Linked DNA regions of Mus musculus: region 1 is linked to region 2. The links are chromatin contacts, called in public Hi-C maps. All regions are on one chromosome and are shown on one strand. The core of a region is the stretch at or near the end of the contact, and the rest is flanking DNA. Distances in the headings are between cores, read along the strand shown.

Region 1 (3,216 bases), core at 44-2,543, 74 kb after region 2:
CACACGTGAATGAACAGAGAGATGTGATGTGATATGTGTGCGTGTATAATGGAGTTTTATTTTTCCATAATGATGAATGAATTTTCAGGGAGATGGATGGAACTCATAATGTTAAGCAGAATAAGCTCAACTCAGAAAGACAAATATCACAACTTCTTTCATATGTGGGTTCTGGAATTTATATATACATACATACACACATGTGTGTATGCATGTATTTGTGTGTATGTGTGTTTAAATAAATTATATATTCATAGTTATATGTGTATTTATATAATGACACAAAGCAGAAGTGAGGCTATATAAAGTATGGGAATGTTCCTCACTAAATGCATAACATATTTGAATGAAAAATCTCCTTATAAAATCTATCACTATATACGATGAAACTCTACCTATATGGCATCTAAAAAACAAGCTTCACACATAAAAGCAGTTCTCACTCCTGTGGTAGCTTTCCATCTATAGCATTTACCAAGTTCTTTTCTTCCAGTCTTTCTCTGTTTGCATGCACACGGCCCATCCGCTCTTGTAGCCATGAGAACCCCTAACGATTCCGTTGGATTTATCTTACTTCTCAGTCTGGTGAGCCCAGTGATCCTGTGGGTGCCCCAGCTTGCTTTCGGTGCTTGTCCCGACTCTTCAGATGGAGTTCCACCTTTTAGTATAGCATGCAATTATTCTTGACTACCAATTGTGATGTCTGGGTCAGGGGAGCCACTACAGGTAGGTCTTCATTAAGTGTAGTAGGATGTGAGAGAAAAGTTTTCCTACCTTCATTTAGGTCTGTCTTTAGTGAGTCAGCCCTGGACTGTTAACTTCAAAGCTGCTGTTAAGCCTTCCATCCCCACTCTTTACGGTGAGACGGGATGCTTTGAAGAAACTCAAGTTGAGTTTTTTTTTTTTTTCTTCTCTCAAATGGAAGGCTAGAACCAGCCAGAGTTGGGTACAAATAGGTTAGATGTCTCCTATCCCCCTACCCTTGAGCACGAGGAGACTTCTCTCTCAATATTTACTCTCAGGACATGGCAGAACCCCAGCAATTGAGATCCACAGAGGGGTTCCCTCACTGACCATTGCTCTGGACTTTTTAACTCTCAGACTAGTCCACATTGAACATTCAGAAATCCACCAGTTGTTTACAATTCCCAGAGCAAGCTCTTTTCCTTCTGGGTGTGTCTATGAATGTGTCTCTGTTTGCCGGTGTCTGCTTCGCTCTGTGTGGACCTCTGTGCACACCCATCCATCTCCCTAGTTTGGAAAGAGGCAGTTGGCATCACGCACTGACTTTTATGGACACAGAAATTCAGCCTTGCCACTTCTTTTCTTGACCTTAGACCGAAGTGGTCACTCCTGAACTACTATCCTGAACCACCAATTGAAAGTCACTGGTAGATTTTTTTGTTTTGTTTTGTGTTTTATTTTTTAAATTAAGTTTATGTCAAGGGGCAGGCAATTTTACATAAAGATTCTTGAAGAAAAGATGTAATTCTTCATGTAATTTTTTTTTCATGTGTAACTTTGATTTCCACCCATGGTTAATTAGCATAAATGCTCTCTCAACATGACTAATCTCGTTGCTGGACCAAAGACTCTTGTTGACAGCTGAGTGATTCTGATGACATCATAGCTGCAGAAAGAGCCTTGGTCAGTGACCAGGAGGTGGTCAGTAACAAAGGGTGGTGAAGCAGAAATGGAAAACCATTTCCTACAGAAGAGCTATTCTTTAATTAATCAGTACCTGGCTTTATATCAGTTCTCTTTGCCCTAAACTACAATCTGGCTTCTAGGGCTTGCACTGAAGAAAATAGCTTAGGTTACCTATTCAAAACAAAAACAAACAAATCAGAACCCTCTTCTGGTACCCAAATTTAACAGGCAAGCGTAATGGAACCCCATGGGTCGCCCACACTCACGTTTTAACGTCTATGATGTGGGGGAAGGTAGGTAAGAATCAACCTCCCACTCACATCAAGTCCCCTCATTGCAGGGACGACCTCTGCTTGACAACTGACCTGAACCCTGGTGCTTTTGCAGGGATTCCTGTGTCTCTAGTCAGAGCCAGGGGTAGAGATAGCATCATTCCCACGGCGCCTGACTTAACTTGGCCGCGGATGATAAAACAGATGGGTTGAAACCTGTCATAGGAGATTACATCGATTTAGCCATCTCTTCGAGATTTTTATCTTTTTGTTTGGATAGTTTAGCTCCAGAGATTTCCCTTGATGGATCTCTCTTCTAAAGGAGAGTTATCAACACATGGGCTTACCCCGCCAACTCTCCCATAGACTATAGGTTTTACTGTGTCATTAACTCTGCACTGGATCCTTCCTGAGCCTCTCTGGGTTTCTCATGAGAGATCCGGGGCCATCAGTGAAATCTCCAAGTCTTAGCTACTGATTTCATCTATGCAAAGGAAATCATAACAGAGAGGAGAGAAATGATTGACAGAAACTCCTCACCACTGTTCAGGACTGTGCCACCAAGTACCGCCTTAGGCTATATGAGAGCTACTAATGTACATGCAGGGCCATAGCTGACAGTTGGCATCTCATCTGGCCCCCATGGCATCGTTAGCACCAACAATTTTTTGGACATGATAAGCCCTCTAAAGTGTCTAAGAAAGAGGCAACTGATAATACAGTCTTGGTTGGGCCTTTAGGGCAGATCTCAGCCATATCTAAAGACAAGACCGCAGCAGGCCACGACACTGGGCCCCCAACTTCTCATCATAGAGCCTGTATTTATCCCCATTTTTCATTTAATAATAAAACCAATCCCATTGGTACAACAGAACCACAGTCAAGACTTAATATTTTTGGATGAAGTAAGAGGAGCCAATTTAGACAACTGAAGCACAGAGAATATTTTCCTTGAACATAGGCTGTCCAAGAAGACTCAAATTCTGTTCACGGCTATGCTATTGTTTTGGCTGGCTGGCTTGTAGGTTCTGGTAGTTTCTCTACTCTCCAAAGTAAAATATTGACACAAATGAATTCAATGTACTGAAGAGGAACGACAACAATGGGGTGAGACGCTATTGAGTAGATCCGGATCCCATCTTGCTCTCTGGGGAGGATCCAGTACCTTCTAATGAGAAAGCAGAGGATTCTGGGAGGCCAGGAGAGTGCCTTAGGTTAGTGCACTCCAATTCCCCTTTGTCTGAAAACTCAGGATATACCTCTGTCACTGCTCACGAAATGGCACTCTGGATCT
Region 2 (3,606 bases), core at 891-3,390:
TTATGCAGTAAACACTTCTCCAGAGTCACAGAGAGCACAATGCCAAGAGCAAACTCCAGGACAGACCTTGGGTTGGGGGTGATACTGTGTCAGTGTGGGCCCCTCGGCTGGAGTGTGTGGCTCATAGGAGGCTACGTGTATGGGAGAGCTGAGACAGATGCCTTTCTGTACACTTCTGCAGTGTCTAAAAGCAGTCTGCTTAGAGTATTCTCCACACATAGAAGTGTGTCTACTGAAACATCATATACACTTAACCTCTTATTTTCTCTGCTGATAGATGCCTTTCCCAGTCAGATACCAGACTTCCTGGCTGAACCTTTTAATACTATTCATTTCCCTCTTCTGTGGATTTGTTTGTCTTTCTGTTCAACTCCCTAGAATATCTTTGATATCTTCTAATTTCTTACCAGTTTTATTTTCTCCTATAAAGTTCTGTCGATTAAAAGTGTTTCAATTTTCCTTTATCTCTTCCTTCCTGTCCTGAATTTTATGTCTCATTCCAATGTTTCCAGTATTTTCTCTTATGGATATTTGTCAATGTTTATTCTAGCTTTACATTACTGATTCATCCTTGTTCCTAAAACGGATGAGGTTAAGGGCAAGTTAAAAAAAACAAACAAACAAACCTGTGTGTATGTGTGTGTCCTGTGCATATATGGGTGTTTGAATGTACATTGGACACAGGTTGCACCGGTTGACATGAGATCTCTCTTTACTGTTATCCATCTTATATATCAGTGCAGGCTCTCTTGAAGGACCTAACTTGCTGTTTGGTTGAGTCTGGCTAGCGAATTTTCTTGAGACTCTTGTGTATGCACCTCCCTATACTGAGATGACAAGTGGCTGCCATGCCCTCTTGGCTTTTGCAGTCGGTTCTAGGGATTCAAGCTGCCATCCCCTGCTTACACAGCACATGCCCTTTCCCTCCAGGCATCTTCCCACTCCAAACCTGTTTGGTTTTTTTGTTGCAAACCTTCCTTCTGTGTGTGGGGTCTATCTCTCCAGTTTCATTTCAGAGTAGCATTGCAAAGGCCCTGAGAACTGAGGACATTCTTGCGGGATGCCAGGGACAGGACTGGCATCAGTGAAATGCCAGTCACTCTGTGCAGGCATGAGTTTACTTGGTTTCCTCATCCACAGAAAGATTTCATGGTTCCATACTATCCTAGTTAGGTTTTATTGCTGTGAAGAGACACCATGTCCAAGATGACTCTTATAAAGGCAGTTATTTAATTGGAGCTGGCTTAGAGTTTCAGAGCTTCAGCCCATTATTATCATGACAGGAAGCATGGCAGCGTCCAGGCAGACATGGTGCTGGAGGAGCTGAGAGTTCTACTCAGACATGGTGCTGGAGGAGCTGAGAGTTCTACTTCTTGATCTAAAGGCAGTCAGGTGGAGGTTCTAATTCCACACTGGGCATAGGAGACCTCAAAGCCCACCTCCACTTCCTCCATCAAGACCACACCTACTCCAACCAGGTCACACCTTTTCATAGGGCCATTCCCTATGGCCAAGCATTGAAACACATGAATCCATGCAGACAGAACCTATTCAAACCATCACACGCACCTTACAGGAGTCAGTTTGGCTGACAGTGGTGGGCTGGGTGGGTTCTTGATTTTCACTTTTATCTCTCCTCTTTATAATGCTAGGCTTTTGGGTCATCCCTGGCTTTTTAGCCACAGTTTCTATCCTCTGACTCTGCTGGGCAGTCCTATGTTTAGGGGATGGTTGCCTTACTTTTAGTTCTGGTAGGTAGTTATGGAGCCCGGTTGTCTACTGCTGGTAAAGATTTGAAGCCAGGCTGTCTCAGTTGTGTGTCTCCCTGCCATGTCTGCATAACATCTTGGACTTGGGAGGAAGGTTACAGTGAACTTGCTTCCTCCTTGATGAAGTTGTCTGAGAGAGATGCTTGCTCTCAGCCCTTCCTGCTCCGTGCAGCATCCATACCTCCATCTGATTTCCAATCTCTCCAAAGGCAAGGGTGAGGCTTACTCTTCAATTCACCCCATATGCTCTTTTTATAGCAAGCGGCAAAGAAAACAAGCACGCGATTTTAATCTGCCAAGCTTACCGATGGGTAAGATGCCTGTGCCTGTGTGTGTTGCTAGTATGTCGAAAGATTGGGAGAGAGAAGCTGTGCAGGAAACATGCCAAGGTTTCTCTCCAAGTTGCGACATTTACTCACGATCATTTCTTTAAAGACGCTTTCGGTTATTTCCCAAGTTTTAATCTAAGTAGCAAAGTGTAATTTCATAGGCAGGAGACGTAAAGTTACGCTTAAAACATCCTGCCCACTCAGCCAGCAGGATGAGTGTTAGTGACCTAGCGAAGGAGATGGAGTTTTATGTTTTCCAGACCAAGCGTTAAGGCTTCAGTAGCAACCGAAAGGCAGTGGGGTAGAGAAACAAGCCCTGCTCTGCTGTGAAGTGAGGCATTTTCTCTTCACGGTTAGTGTGAACTCAAATCCCGTGCTCCGTGGGAGCAATGTGCACATTGGGATTATGACATGCCTGAGCTGAGGATCTAGTGCAAGAGTGTGTTCTTACAATATAGCTTCTGGGGTACTAGAAGGTGATTTTTAACACCCAGCTGTGAGCCAGGGCACTCCGAAGTGTTCTTTCTCGTTGAACACATAGTTCTGATGGCTCCTCTGCAAAGAAATCATGTGATTTTTTTTTAATCCACCATGCTTAACCATGGATAATGTGCCTGTGTGTGACAGTTGCATGCACGGCTCTGCCTTCTTGGCGAAGGCTTGGAGACTGCGACCTGGGTAGTACTTCTGTGAAGAAATTTGATTAATTTTCTTCCTTTACTTTTGATCAAATAAGAATTTTTGAAGCTTCTTTTGACCACAAATCCCCTTTCCAAAAGACCCCCTCCATGTGACTATCATATGCTCTGTGGCTATTGTGTCCGGGCAATGATGATGCTCTTCAGTGCAGAGGGAGAGAAAGATTGGCTTTGCTGGTCCCTCTTGCCCCCTGTCCCAGTGGAGGGTTGAGGTGTATTTTATTGCTGCCACATTGGAAAGAGGAAGGGCTGTCTTATTTTTTTTTCTTGGCGTTGCTTTGAGGTTTTTGGATTCATCTTAGGAGGTTCCCAGCTGTTTTCCAGCAGTCTTACTTAGCCTTTGTAAAAGTCTGAAGCATCTTGTGGGAGTCCGTTTGCGTAAATACAGGTTTAGGTGCTGGTAATTGTCAAGTGTACAGCCGGAGCCCAGAGATAGGGCAGTTTATTGTCTAAATTCCCAGCAAACACAATTTTCATGAACGTCATCATTCGGGGGTTTCCCCGGTGGCGTTTGCTTTCTATGCCTGGACCCCTTTCATGAAATGAAATGGGGAAAATAATTCGGGTTATCTAAAATAAACCAGACTCTGTTGATATTGGTAATCTTGATTGTGCACACACTTAGTGAAGTGCCGTCAAATTGCTTGAAAATGATTGGCAGCCCTAACAGTTTTCAAAGTCGTGCTCTAGAGAAAGCCACCAGGATACTGGAAAGAGGTTCTAGTCCAGGCACTACCTATGAACGGTCCTTACCATCAGCACAACTGCCTTGTAGAACCTTTTACTGAGAGCTCAGTACCTGCAAGTTGC

What was found. A called contact is a pair of places that touch in the nucleus more often than the background predicts.
Region 1: a Hi-C map of muscle stem cells shows a contact between it and region 2, with 2.2 times the contacts expected there. The contact joins two enhancer-like sites. A contact is called at or near these places in 1 of 15 datasets of contacts at CTCF or cohesin (liver), 19 of 484 Hi-C or Micro-C datasets (the BV-2 cell line, the HL-1 cell line, Sertoli cells and 8 more), 3 of 115 datasets of contacts at active chromatin or transcription factors (embryonic stem cells and extraembryonic endoderm stem cells) and 1 of 9 other capture datasets (liver).

What each region holds. Positions count from the first base shown.
Region 1 is chr15:96,925,253-96,928,468 of GRCm38.p6, forward strand. No RefSeq gene overlaps it. Among named protein-coding and RNA genes, the nearest start is that of Gm32677, 88 kb to the left of the region's middle. Within about 2 kb of position 1,294, at least 4 of the 459 cell types and tissues checked have an H3K27ac peak or open chromatin away from gene starts, as enhancers often do. A contact at or near this core is called in muscle stem cells, where this site is marked.
Region 2 is chr15:96,850,016-96,853,621 of GRCm38.p6, forward strand. No RefSeq gene overlaps it. Among named protein-coding and RNA genes, the nearest start is that of Gm32677, 13 kb to the left of the region's middle. Within about 2 kb of position 2,141, at least 7 of the 459 cell types and tissues checked have an H3K27ac peak or open chromatin away from gene starts, as enhancers often do. A contact at or near this core is called in muscle stem cells, where this site is marked.